Linked DNA regions of Gossypium hirsutum: region 1 is linked to region 2. The links are chromatin contacts, called in public Hi-C maps. All regions are on one chromosome and are shown on one strand. The core of a region is the stretch at or near the end of the contact, and the rest is flanking DNA. Distances in the headings are between cores, read along the strand shown. Region 1 holds the start of LOC107913893 (G-type lectin S-receptor-like serine/threonine-protein kinase RLK1). Region 2 holds the start of LOC107913868 (UDP-glycosyltransferase 92A1).

What was found. A called contact is a pair of places that touch in the nucleus more often than the background predicts.
Region 1: a contact with region 2 is called in a Hi-C map of leaf, with 2.8 times the contacts expected there. The contact joins the promoter of LOC107913893 here to the promoter of LOC107913868 in region 2. A contact is called at or near these places in 2 of 34 Hi-C or Micro-C datasets (both in leaf).

Annotation. Positions count from the first base shown.
Region 1 is chrD08:13,621,907-13,627,765 of Gossypium_hirsutum_v2.1, reverse strand. It overlaps LOC107913893 (G-type lectin S-receptor-like serine/threonine-protein kinase RLK1), which reads right to left and starts at 4,550. Exons shown (of 1, transcript XM_016842563.2): 1 at 1,697-4,550. The coding sequence starts at 4,279. The coding sequence ends at 1,856. LOC107913903 (a long non-coding RNA gene) reads right to left here and starts at 321. Exons shown (of 5, transcript XR_001688659.2): 1 at 25-321.
Region 2 is chrD08:13,429,406-13,435,243 of Gossypium_hirsutum_v2.1, reverse strand. It overlaps LOC107913868 (UDP-glycosyltransferase 92A1), which reads right to left and starts at 1,999. Exons shown (of 1, transcript XM_016842534.2): 1 at 120-1,999. The coding sequence starts at 1,868. The coding sequence ends at 339.

The DNA.
Region 1 (5,859 bases), core at 3,301-5,800, 190 kb before region 2:
ATCTTTTGGGGAGCAGTTTCACACCTGTATTTTCAAATATTGTCCTTGAACAGTGAATGGAGTTGCACACTTACTATTTGTTGAAGGCTTGAAGACAGGAGAACAATGGAGCTTACGAGATGATGTCCCTGAGTTTGCAAGAGGAGCAATGGAGAGGGATAGGAGAGGTTTGATTTTCTGAAGAGATCTGGGGACTATGTTGTTTTTAGGAAGAAGAAGGGTTTTTGCAGGGGAAAGGCTATGAAAATATCAGAAATGAAGAACTTTTTTCAACGATTAGTTTCCCCATGTTTTGTTGCTTTTCAAGAGGTGGGACTGTTGGTTTTCTCGGTTGAAATATAGAAGTTTCTAAAGCGCCCTCTTTCTTTAGCTGGGTTTGGGCTCATTCGATTGAGCCTTTTTTGTTTTGTCTTTCTTCTTTTATTTTTTTGAAACTTTAGTTGTTTTTTTTTTGGGCTTTTCATCTTTAAATAAAAATCCAGCTGCTATTCTAAAAAAAAAGCTACTTTAAAATAATATAAATTTATAACTATAAATTCCTAATATTTTTTTTCTTTTAAGAAAATTAAGCATGATTTCGTTTAGAAGTGCTCATGGGCTAGGTCGAGTCGGGCCTAAGTATGGTATTAACATAGTTTATGCTTGCCTAGGCCCGACCCGACTCAAAATATGAGCCTAAAATTTTGTCCAAATCCAACCATATTTGTAAAAGATTAATCCAAACCCATCTTAGGCCCGCCCGTATTATTTTTAAAAAATATTTATATTATATTAATTTGATATTTATTAATTCAATATTTTTTATTTATTGAATTTTTTTATAGTCATCTTAACATTATTTTAATGTTTATAATAAAATAGTATTATATATTTAGTATATTTTTATTTTTTAAATGTGTTTAAAATTACATAATATATAAAAATAATATAATATAAATTATTATAAAATTTAAAATGGGTCAGGCCGAGCTGGGCTCGAGCCTTGAATTTTAGCCTGACCCCAACTTATATTTTAAACAGGCCTAACTTTTTTTACCCAAGCCCATTATTGGACTTAATATTTTTCTCCAAACCTTTACAAATTTCAAGCAAATTTTTGACCTGGACGGATAATCTGACCTATTAACAGATCTAATCATATTTTGCCAGGTTATATTCCTCATTATTATAAAATTTAAGAAAAAAATTTATTATACAAAAACTAGTTTAGTAAAGAAGGTAATTGATACTTGTTAATTTTATAAATGGTAAAAATAAAGTTTAAAGAATTTGTTATATAACAACCTTAAATGTTATCATAGAAAGTATTTTTTATAGACAACTAAAGGTAAGATATATATCTTGCTACCTCGTTAGTAAACTTTATCCCAGCTGTCAAGAGAGTTATCACTTTTGAATTTTCTTTTTTAACCATATGGTGCAGAATTCTAAGTTCACAGGTGTTTGGTACAACACTAATAAATGCCATAGAAAAATGCTCCATTATCATTATAATCCTAGTAGTCCTGTTTTACTTTTCAAACCTTTGGTATTCTTTGATAAACTGCCGTGTGTTTCCAATGCAAACAAATAATTGATGGGAAAAAATTATTAGGAGGGATAATTATGAATTTTAAATATAAATTATACAATTGCTATACATAATATTTAAAAAATACGTAATACGTTATTTAACATCCAGAAAACGGTCAAAGCGTTTGTAGTCAATCTCATTCATCTTTGCTTGAATTGCTCATTCTCATTTTCATCGTAAGCTTATTCGTCAAATGTTACAGCAAAGCGTTAACTAATTATACAACAGCATACATATACGGAAGAAAAGAGAGGCCTTGTAGTTGCAGGTGAGTATTATGCATCAAATTTGACAACTGTAACTAGTTAATGGAGATGTAAATAGAGGAGCAGGCACCTGAATTATTCCCTCAAGCATCAGCAAAACTTTCTTCATGGTGGGTCTGAGAGAGATGTCTTCTTGAATGCACCAAAGAGCCACCATTACAAACCTCTCCAGCTTCATCTTGTCACTTAAGGCCTCTGCATCAGTGTCGACAAGGGCATCGACAGCGCCTTCCAAAAAGCTGTCCCAAGCCCAATCTGTCAAAATTGCTCTCTCTACTTCACCAACATCCATCGCTACATTTCTTCTACAACAAATGATTTCTAGCAGCAAGACACCAAAGCTATACACATCAACCTTCACACTTACGGGCACGGTCTTGAACCATTCAGGTGCTACATACCCTTTTGTGCCCCTAATATTAGTATTAGTAAAGGATTGATCGGTGCCTAAAAGCTTTGACAGCCCAAAGTCAGAGATCCGAGCTTCATAGTAATCATCAAGAAGTATGTTTTGAGGCTTTATATCACAATGGATTATTTGGGGGCTACACTCCTCGTGCAAGTAATACAGTCCTCTAGCAATTCCCACAGCAATTTGTGTCCTTTGGTTCCAGCTTGGTTTTATATCCCCAAAGAGAAAGCTTGCTAGGGTCCCATTGCTTAAGTACTCGTATACCAGCATTCGATGTTGACTCTCATCACAATATCCCAGCAACTTGACAAGATTCCTATGGTGTGTTTGAGCAATCACACTCACTTCAGTTCTGAATTCCTTGTCTGTGTCTTGAACTACCCTGTCTAACTTCTTAACTGCAACTTTAGTCTGATATTGAGAATCTGCGTCTATTACCCCTTTATAAACGATGCCGAATGATCCCCTTCCCAGCTCCTCCTTGAATCCATTTGTAGCTTCTTCCATCTCCTCATAATTAAAATACCTTAAGCTGCTTTGTATGATAGTTTTGTTTCTCTGATTTCTTGAAATCTTTTTTTGGTACAAGAAAAATGATCCCATACATAATATCCCAACAAGTAGGAAGTTGACAAACACAGAGCTACCTAAGAGCACTGAAATCAGAATTATCAGCGAATTCTGGTTCCCCTTTTTGTCTGGCATCGTCGGAGGGGTTTTATGGGCAATTTCATCTTTTGTTACTTTGAGAAAGGAGATGGAAGTCACTTGCGTATCCTGTCTCCCATATGGAAGTGGCAGTGACTTCTTCCAACAGCCATTCTCATTGTACACAGCCACAATACACAGACAATCCTGCAAACAGTAAGCTTTACAGTCATTTACACTGCAAGGATTAATCCGCTCATAATCGGAAGTCGGCCAATCTGTATTTTGCAGTTCCACTAATTTGTATAAATCTTGTGAGGAATTTTGTGCATCTGCTTCACAACCCTGCATGAAATCTGCTTGGCAGTTGCCGTACTCTTCATTTGCATCGGATAAAGAATAACCTGGTGGGCATTTACATTCTGGCCTTTTGTCGGGTTTAAGTGTGCAGATACTATTGAAGCCACAAGTTCCACTACCCAATTCCGCAAAATTAGTTGTGCAAATATTATCTGGAATGGTCTTAACCACACTCCAGTTTCGACTGCTGCCCGTGGAGTTCTTGGGATAACTAGACAGGGTCAAAACGCCATCAAAATTTAGAGTCGCTCTGTAATAGTAATCTGCAGAAGGAGCTTCATCTCCTAAGCTAAGTGAATGTGTCTGATTGTTTCCTCTCAGTACGTAAAAGGATCCATCTTGATCAAGCCTCACTTGAAAACCAGAATTGGATGAATTTTGTTGATCATAAGTGCCGCTAATGTAGTATGCAACGTAAGCAAAGTTGGACTCCAAATTTATGGAATTGAGCACAGCATTTCCATCTGGAAGTAAACGAAACTGGAATCTACCCTTTGAGAAGTTGTTCTCTTTATGCCGAGACGAAAGCAAACCACCCCTGTCGATTACCTGAGTGGGTAACAGTGTATTAGTAGGGTTGTTGAAGCTCTCCCACAGTGATTCAGAATCACTATAAACTACAAAATTGCCTGTATCATTCATTGTAGCAAACGCAACTTCACCGGTGGCAAAATCAGATCTCCATATCAGTAGACCCTTAGGATCGGTGAGAACTAGTCCTCGATCAGCAGTTAACTCCACCTTGGATCTTCTCGGAGCAGGTTTATCTCCATTTGCATACCAAACAATGGTACGGTTTGGTATTTTATAATACCATATAGCAAGTAGGAATTGATCTTTATTTTCAAGTTGGTGAAATCCCAAGGCGAAATGATTGGAAGGAGAAAGCCATGGGTTTGCATCATCAGTCGCTTCGATGAAGGTGCTAGGGCGGATGTCACTAGCACTACTTTGAGCAGCAACAAGAGGTAGGAGCAGCAATATGTAAGCGGAAAAAAAGGGATGAAAAACTGAAGCCATTGATTAACTTGTAATGAAACAGAGGATTGAGCCGCTCTAGGAAGGAACTCCGATCTGATATTGAAAGATATTCACTCATATAATCTATTCAAGTTCGAGCTTTGGAAAGAAGTGATAAGTTTTTAAAAGATATTCACTCATATAGTCTCTAATTGTACCATAAAAAAAGTGTTGAGCTTGTATGACAGAAGCAGTCAAGCTTGGAAAAGTTTATAACTACTAATTCTCCGTGTTGAATCATTCAACCCTTGAAATTTCTTTCTAGCATCTAAGAACGTATGAGAAAACCAATCAAGATGTTGGTCAAAAATCAATTTACAAAAGCCTACTATTTTCCATCATTGTCATTCAACATTAACTTTTCCCTCATAATACGGCAGAGCTTAGGCCAATAGCTGGAAACCCTTTCACCTTCATGACGTAGCAGATGTTTGAAACTGTGGCGACCAAGATGTAGCTTATTTCCAAAAAAAAAAAAAAAACGCGTTGACATGTACTTTGGAGATGTTTAAAAAAAAAAAATGTGCTTCAAGGAATATTCACTCTCTATTTCTAACTTTTTTTTTCTTAATTTAGTACTTAAAATATAAAATTATTTTATTTTTAGTCTATTTTGTAACCTTCAATAAGTAAGTTTGACTTATGAAAAAATACTATGTGTCATTTTTTAGTCAATAAAAAAAATGTCATGTCACATACAATTAAGTTTATTTAAAATAAAAATATTAAATTTAATTTAAAAATATAAAATTATAATACTAAATATTTAAATATAAAAAAAACTTTTGGCTTTGAATAACCATTGATCGGCATCGGTCGGCTATGTAGCGCTATCAGCACATGTCACGTGTCTTTTTTGTTTAATATTATATATTATATTGATTAAAAATGTAAAAAAATCATTTTTGAGCTTTTTAAAAACTTTATATATATTATATATGATTTTTACATATTTAATCACTATAATATATAATATTTAAAAATTAAAGGCAGGGACACGTGGCGTGTTCTAGTAGCCCCATGTGGTCGATCATCGGTCAATCAATGCCAGTCAATGGTTGGTCAACGTTGATCAATGGTTGGTCAACGTTGATCAACGGTTGATTAAAGTGAAAAACATTTTGTTAATATTTATATTTTATTTTTTATTTTTTAATTTAAATTTAAAAAAACTACAACAAATAGCATATTACATGTCAATGACGACGGTAACATCGATGCATCCGCCACCGATGTATCCATCACCTCCGACAATTCCACCATATTATTTGCAACCGATATATGCGGCATCATACATATACACCGATAATTTCGCAAACACCCCCAGCATCATTGTTTTACCAAGGTAGCTCATCTTTGCAACCATCTGTTCATACAACGGATGACATACAATGGCAACCAAGGATGACACCCCACTCAACCACGGAGGAAGGAGATGAAGATAAACATGACGGTCAAGGTGAAGATGAAGACGAAGAAAATAAGGAGCCAAAATCCCAACTTGTACGAAGAAGAAATCCGAGTTCAACTAATTCATGTACAACTAATGCATTAATATCATGAGCATAATATCAACTAAT
Region 2 (5,838 bases), core at 750-3,249:
TATATTTTCAATTTATCCTATGGTGGTACCTTGTAGGTTTGTATTGGAAAAGTCTATATCCACCATGCCATAAATTGAAAATGCACCATACAAACCTACAAGGAACTCTACAAGGTCTGTATTGGAAATTCGTTTTAACGAAGTACTTTTGATGGCAAACTGCACAAATTTCCATGTGGGTCCGAAATGGAACAAAATAATTTGGAGTAAAAGTACTTTTGTGACGAACAGAAAGTAAGATTAAATCGTTCATAGGACGTAACCTAATACTATGGGCCCATCCATATTTAATTTTTCAGCCGACAAATACCTAAAAGTCATCTAAAAACTAAAAGATCCTACTTTTTTACTCGTTGAACTCTAGGTTGACTCGTACCATTTAGTTGGTTTGGGGTATGGGTCTGAAACCTCATCGTCCCGGCTGCGTGGAAGAACTCATCCATGGCTTTCACAGAAGAGCCCTTGAAACCTCCCTCATCATCATCTTTCTTGGCACTCTCGATCATCTCCCTCACTTCACAAGCTTTCCTTCTCATCTCCTTTCCTTTCTCGCTATCGCTCATCAACAACTTAATCTTGGCTGCCACTTCTTCATGCTTTACTTCACAGGTTTTCCCTCTCGCCACTTCCACGCAAACCCCAACTTGTTCCACCAGCAATTTCACATTGAAAAACTGCTCCGCAGCCATTGCCCACCCAAGTAATGGTACACCATGACTCAGAGATTCAAGCACCGAATTCCATCCACAGTGGCTTAAAAAAACAGAGGTAGATTTATGGGATAATATCTCTTGCTGGGGTGCCCATTTATTCACTAGCAACCCTTTTTCCGACTCTCTCATTCTCTCTTCAAACCCTTCAGGCAACCATTCATTGGCTTTGAATTCTGAGTTTATGTCGAAGCCTATGGGTGGCCTCACAACCCAAATAAAATGCCTCCCACTTAACTCCAAAGCTTTGGCTAACTCCATCATCTGTGATGGAGAGATAGTGTTCATTGATCCGAAAGAAACAAATAAAACTGAATTTTCAGGCTTTGAGTCTAACCATGCTTTGCAATACTCAGGTGTAGCTCCTCCTATGGATGCACGTATTCTGTTTTCGCTTGACAACAGTATTGGCCCGACTGCCCAGACTGGCTTTCTTAGCTTTCGCTTAAAGTACACCAATCCAATATCATCAAACTCCTCCACTGTGTTGAACAAAACCCCACCAGATTTAGTCCATTCCGGTAAATATTTATGATGGAAAATCGACCAAGAATCCCTCCCATCTGCCACTGACATAGTTAAAGGCAACTGGGTCAACTCTATTTTTGAAGCTTCTTGGAAATCTGGCAACAAAAAATGATCACCACCATCCTTCTTTACTTGCTTATGAGGAAGATTAAGCCAAATGGAGTAATAGCAAGCCAAACCGAACCCACCAGCCCCACTAAACACTGCATGAAACACCCCAAGCTCCTCAGCAACCCCCGCCATCCATCCAAAAAAGATGTCCCCGATTATACAAAGTGGGCGTTGACCATCTTCTTGTCGTATGATATCTTCAACAAGCTGTTTAAAAACAGGCCTCAGAGAAGCTGAAGCTTCGAGAAGCTGAACAACAAGGTGGTAAGGAACAACATCACAGTTCTCAGTGTTGGGAGGGAGACCATGGTCGGAGCTATTGAAAGGGATTTCAAGGAGTTGAACACAAGAGTCGGAAGGCAGGGATGATCTTAGTTTCTTGATGTTAAGAGGGGTATTTACAAAGGTTATTTTATAGTTCCTAGTTTTTTCAATAAGAAGAGCTAAAGCCAAGAAAGGGATGATATGGCCTTGCGCCATGAAAGGGAACATCACCACATTTTCCCTCTTTTCAGCCATTTTTGTTTGTGTTGGTGGAGAGTTTCTTTTCTGATCTTTTAAATTTTTGAGGATGCCAAAGAAGTTTAAATATCTTAAGAGTAGGACGCAAAAACATATTCTTTTAGCCTTAGTGCTTAATTATTTTATTATTTACTTTAATCTGCGTTTGGTAAAGTCGATGATTTCTTTTTTTCTTTTCAAAAAATACGTCGACGCTTTCGTGAAGGAAACAGGGCAGCAGAAGAATCTTGATAGAAGCATCCAAAATCCAACAAATTATTAAACTTGAGATCCCTATTCAAGAACTAAGGAAAATTACAATAAATTCATTTTTTTATTCATCTACTTGAAATAAAGAAAAAAAAATACATTTATATTTAATTGATACTAAATAATTAAACAAATTAAAAACATATAATTATTAAATTTGTGTTCATTATAAATATTAAATTTATTATTAAGGCTAATTTTTTTGAAAGATTTTCCCAGAGAACAAAATATGAAAGGTTTTATTTATTTTTTGATTATTTGATATTTTTCTCCCTTAACTTTTCTAGGTTGTGGTTTAATTGCATATTTGATTTTTAATTATAATTTTAAAATTAGAAAATGAATTGAATTATTTTTAATATCAAAAATAAATTTTAATGAGAATTTGAGTTTGAGTTAACATTTCTCTCGCATGAAAGATCTCCAACACAAGAATTAATATTAAATGCAAAAACTTTAAAATAATAATAAGAGGATAAAAACAATCTCATCCATGTTAAAGTCCATATTGGATAACTGGGGATCTTTTAATTTTGAAATAATTAGCAAAATAAAGAAAATAATTCTTTATGTTGATAGCTATGCATGGGAATATTCTATTTTTTCCACCATTGTCTGCAACTTTGTGGTGAATGAATAACATTAGTGGCCCCAAAATTTAAACTAACATTTGGTCAATCTGATTTTTGTGGATGAGATTGTTGGGTTTTGAGAGAGAAATAAGAGCAGGAAGAAAAAAATTTCCTAAAAAAAATGGGAAATAGAATAAATACAAATATAAAAATATTTATTTTATTTTGTGCCACATATTAATATATTATTGGGCTCAGATTTTATTTTATCCATCAACTTTAAACTTAAATGTATAATGGAATAAAACCTTAGGTACTTTAAATGGAAATTTTGCATATTTTGGATACCTATCTTTTATATAAAAGTCTTAAAAGAATGAGTGATACCTTAATTCAAAGGGCCAATAATTAATTTTATCAGTTGAAATATCATCTTTAATATTTAAAAAAAGTAACAATAATTTTAAAAATATTTAAAAAAAACTTAAAAACAAATAAAAATTTTAAAAATTTTTTGAAATTTAAAAAAATACATCACCTACTTCTTCCTCTTACTGTCGCAACCAAGCTAACACCCATCCTTCATCGACCATAAACTTGACGCGATTGGCCCTCATTTTTGTAAAATGGTGGTCGTTGCAAAAGGAGTAGTGATGTGAACGCTAGAAGAGGGAAAGCAATCACTCGGAAGGGTGCCTCACCCAAACTGACTAGCACCTATACCAAATGATTTCAACCCTTTCCAATTAAAGCTTCCATTGTTGTGTTGCGGAGCCATGTTGAAACATTTTCAATATATATATAGTGTTTCAGTAGTTGCAAATGAAAAGTTATAAGTAACTAAAAGTTATGTCATTTAGTTATTAACAACTAGTCATAATTAATCAAGTAGATAATTATGTTTATTGCTAAAGATATGACTATCCATTTGGGTAGTTATGTCCCTACGAAGAGACATGAAACCTCCTATAAATAGGAGTGAAGTTTCATTTTCATGATAACAAAAAAAAACATAGAAAAAAAGTCTTTATGATCTCCCACCATCTTTTATATCCCTAGATTGTTTGATAAAGAATTACTACAGAAATTCTTTATAGAAATTGATATCCTTGCTATGCTCTGCTCAGTACTCAGTGGACTGTTTCTGTTAGTGCAAAACGTAGACAGTTATTGGGCTTCATTGTATCCTCAAGGTTTATTTGCCAGTAACTCTTTTGTAGACCATAATATAGGTGGGGGCAAATAGAACCTTAAAGAAAGTGGCCTTAAAACATTCATTAATTTCTTATAAGTTTATTTTTATCCCCACATACCAACAATTTTAAGGTTCTATTCTCGTAATTTATGAGAAATTAAAGAAGGCTTGTCTGTTCACCACGCTTTAACATGCCACTATAAGCATGGTACTATGAGGATGGATATCAACAAATGTGGTTGCATCAAGGCCTGAGATCTTGTCATATTTTGATTTAAAAGAAATCTTTATCACAAGAAAATTTCATTTTATGCATGATTTTTTTAGATGCATGATTTTGATTGGTATAAAATTATATAATATATTATATATCATGCAAGAAAGAAAGAAAAAAGATGGAACGAAAATGTACAGATGGAATGAAAATGCAAGTTTGGGAAATGGTCTATTAATGGATCAAAAAGTTACCTTCTTTTTGAATGGTGATGGCATTTTTCAAAAATTAGTTGAACATGATTCTATTCTACAGAAGCATTATAACTATTCGGGTGAGCCTTCCCAAATCGAAATGCTATGTCACTAGGTCCAACGAATACTTTTAAAATTTGGATGAATGATTTCTTGAAACCAAAAAGTGCAACTTAAAAAGTGATATCTTTTTAAAGAATTACCTAGGTACCTATCAATGCTTTATAAATAGAAAATAAGTTAGGAGAATTGAAATATAACTCATTCCATCTAATTTGTGAGTGAAACTCTTATTTTTTCTTTTTCTTGATATAAATTTAACTTGAGATATGAAATTATTTGTATAGCGCCTCAATTTTATTAAATTTTAATTGTTAAATTATGTCAAATAATTTTATTTGTTTCGGTGGTTAAGTGCCTTAGATGTCTACTTTAGGTCTTGAGTTTGATTTCCTTGTTTTTGGAATTTTTCCCATTAATTTTGAATTATGCCAGACTTGAGTCGTAGGGTTTATCTTTTAATTTCGTGGGTTTGTTGACAAGAATAAGCCTGGTGGTTCAGTGGTAAGGCTTTAACTTACCTAGGGGTCTCGAGTTTGAATCTTATTGTGTGCAAAAGTGAAATTCTTTTTGTTTTCCTACCCACAAAAACCTAGTGAAGGAAAAAAGAGTACATAATCCTTTGATACACAGTATGTCACAACCTTAAAAGAACGAATTTACTCCCCCTCATGTAAGCATCACTTAAGATCTTTAAAGCAATGCAATCCAATGTTGAAAATTAACTTCTAAAATGTAGCAGTAGGGAGCGCCTTAGTAAAAGATCTACCAAATTCTCACTTGAACGAATCTGTTGAACATTTATATCTCTAATATTTTGTAGATCATGAGTGAAGAAAAATTTTGTTGATATATATTTTGTTCTATCACCCTTAATATATCATTCCTTAAGTTGTGTAATGCAAGCTTAGCCACACACGTTCACGACTAGCATCATGGATTGCCAAAATCTCAGCATGATTAAAAGAAGTAGCAACAATTGTTTGTTTCATAGAATGCCAAGAAATTGCAATACCACCACAGGAGAAAACATAACTAGTTTGTGATCGAGCATTGTAAGGATCAGATAAGTACCCTGCATCTGCAAACCAGCTAATTCTGTTTTAGGTAGGTTAGGGAAAAACAATCCCATATCTCTTGTACCTTGAAGATAACGAAAAACATGCTTAACCCCATTCTAATGTCTTCGGGTTGGACATGAGCTAAATCTTGTTAATAAGTTGACAACAAATGATATATCAGGTCGTGTATGACTAGCAAGATACATCAATACACCAATAACAATTAATTATGATACTTTAAGACCAAGAAAATCTTCATCATTTTCCTGAGGACGGAAAGGGTCTTTATTTACATCAAGTGACCTAACAACCATTGGGGTGCTCAATGGATGTGCTTTATGCATGTAAAATCTTCTTAGCAC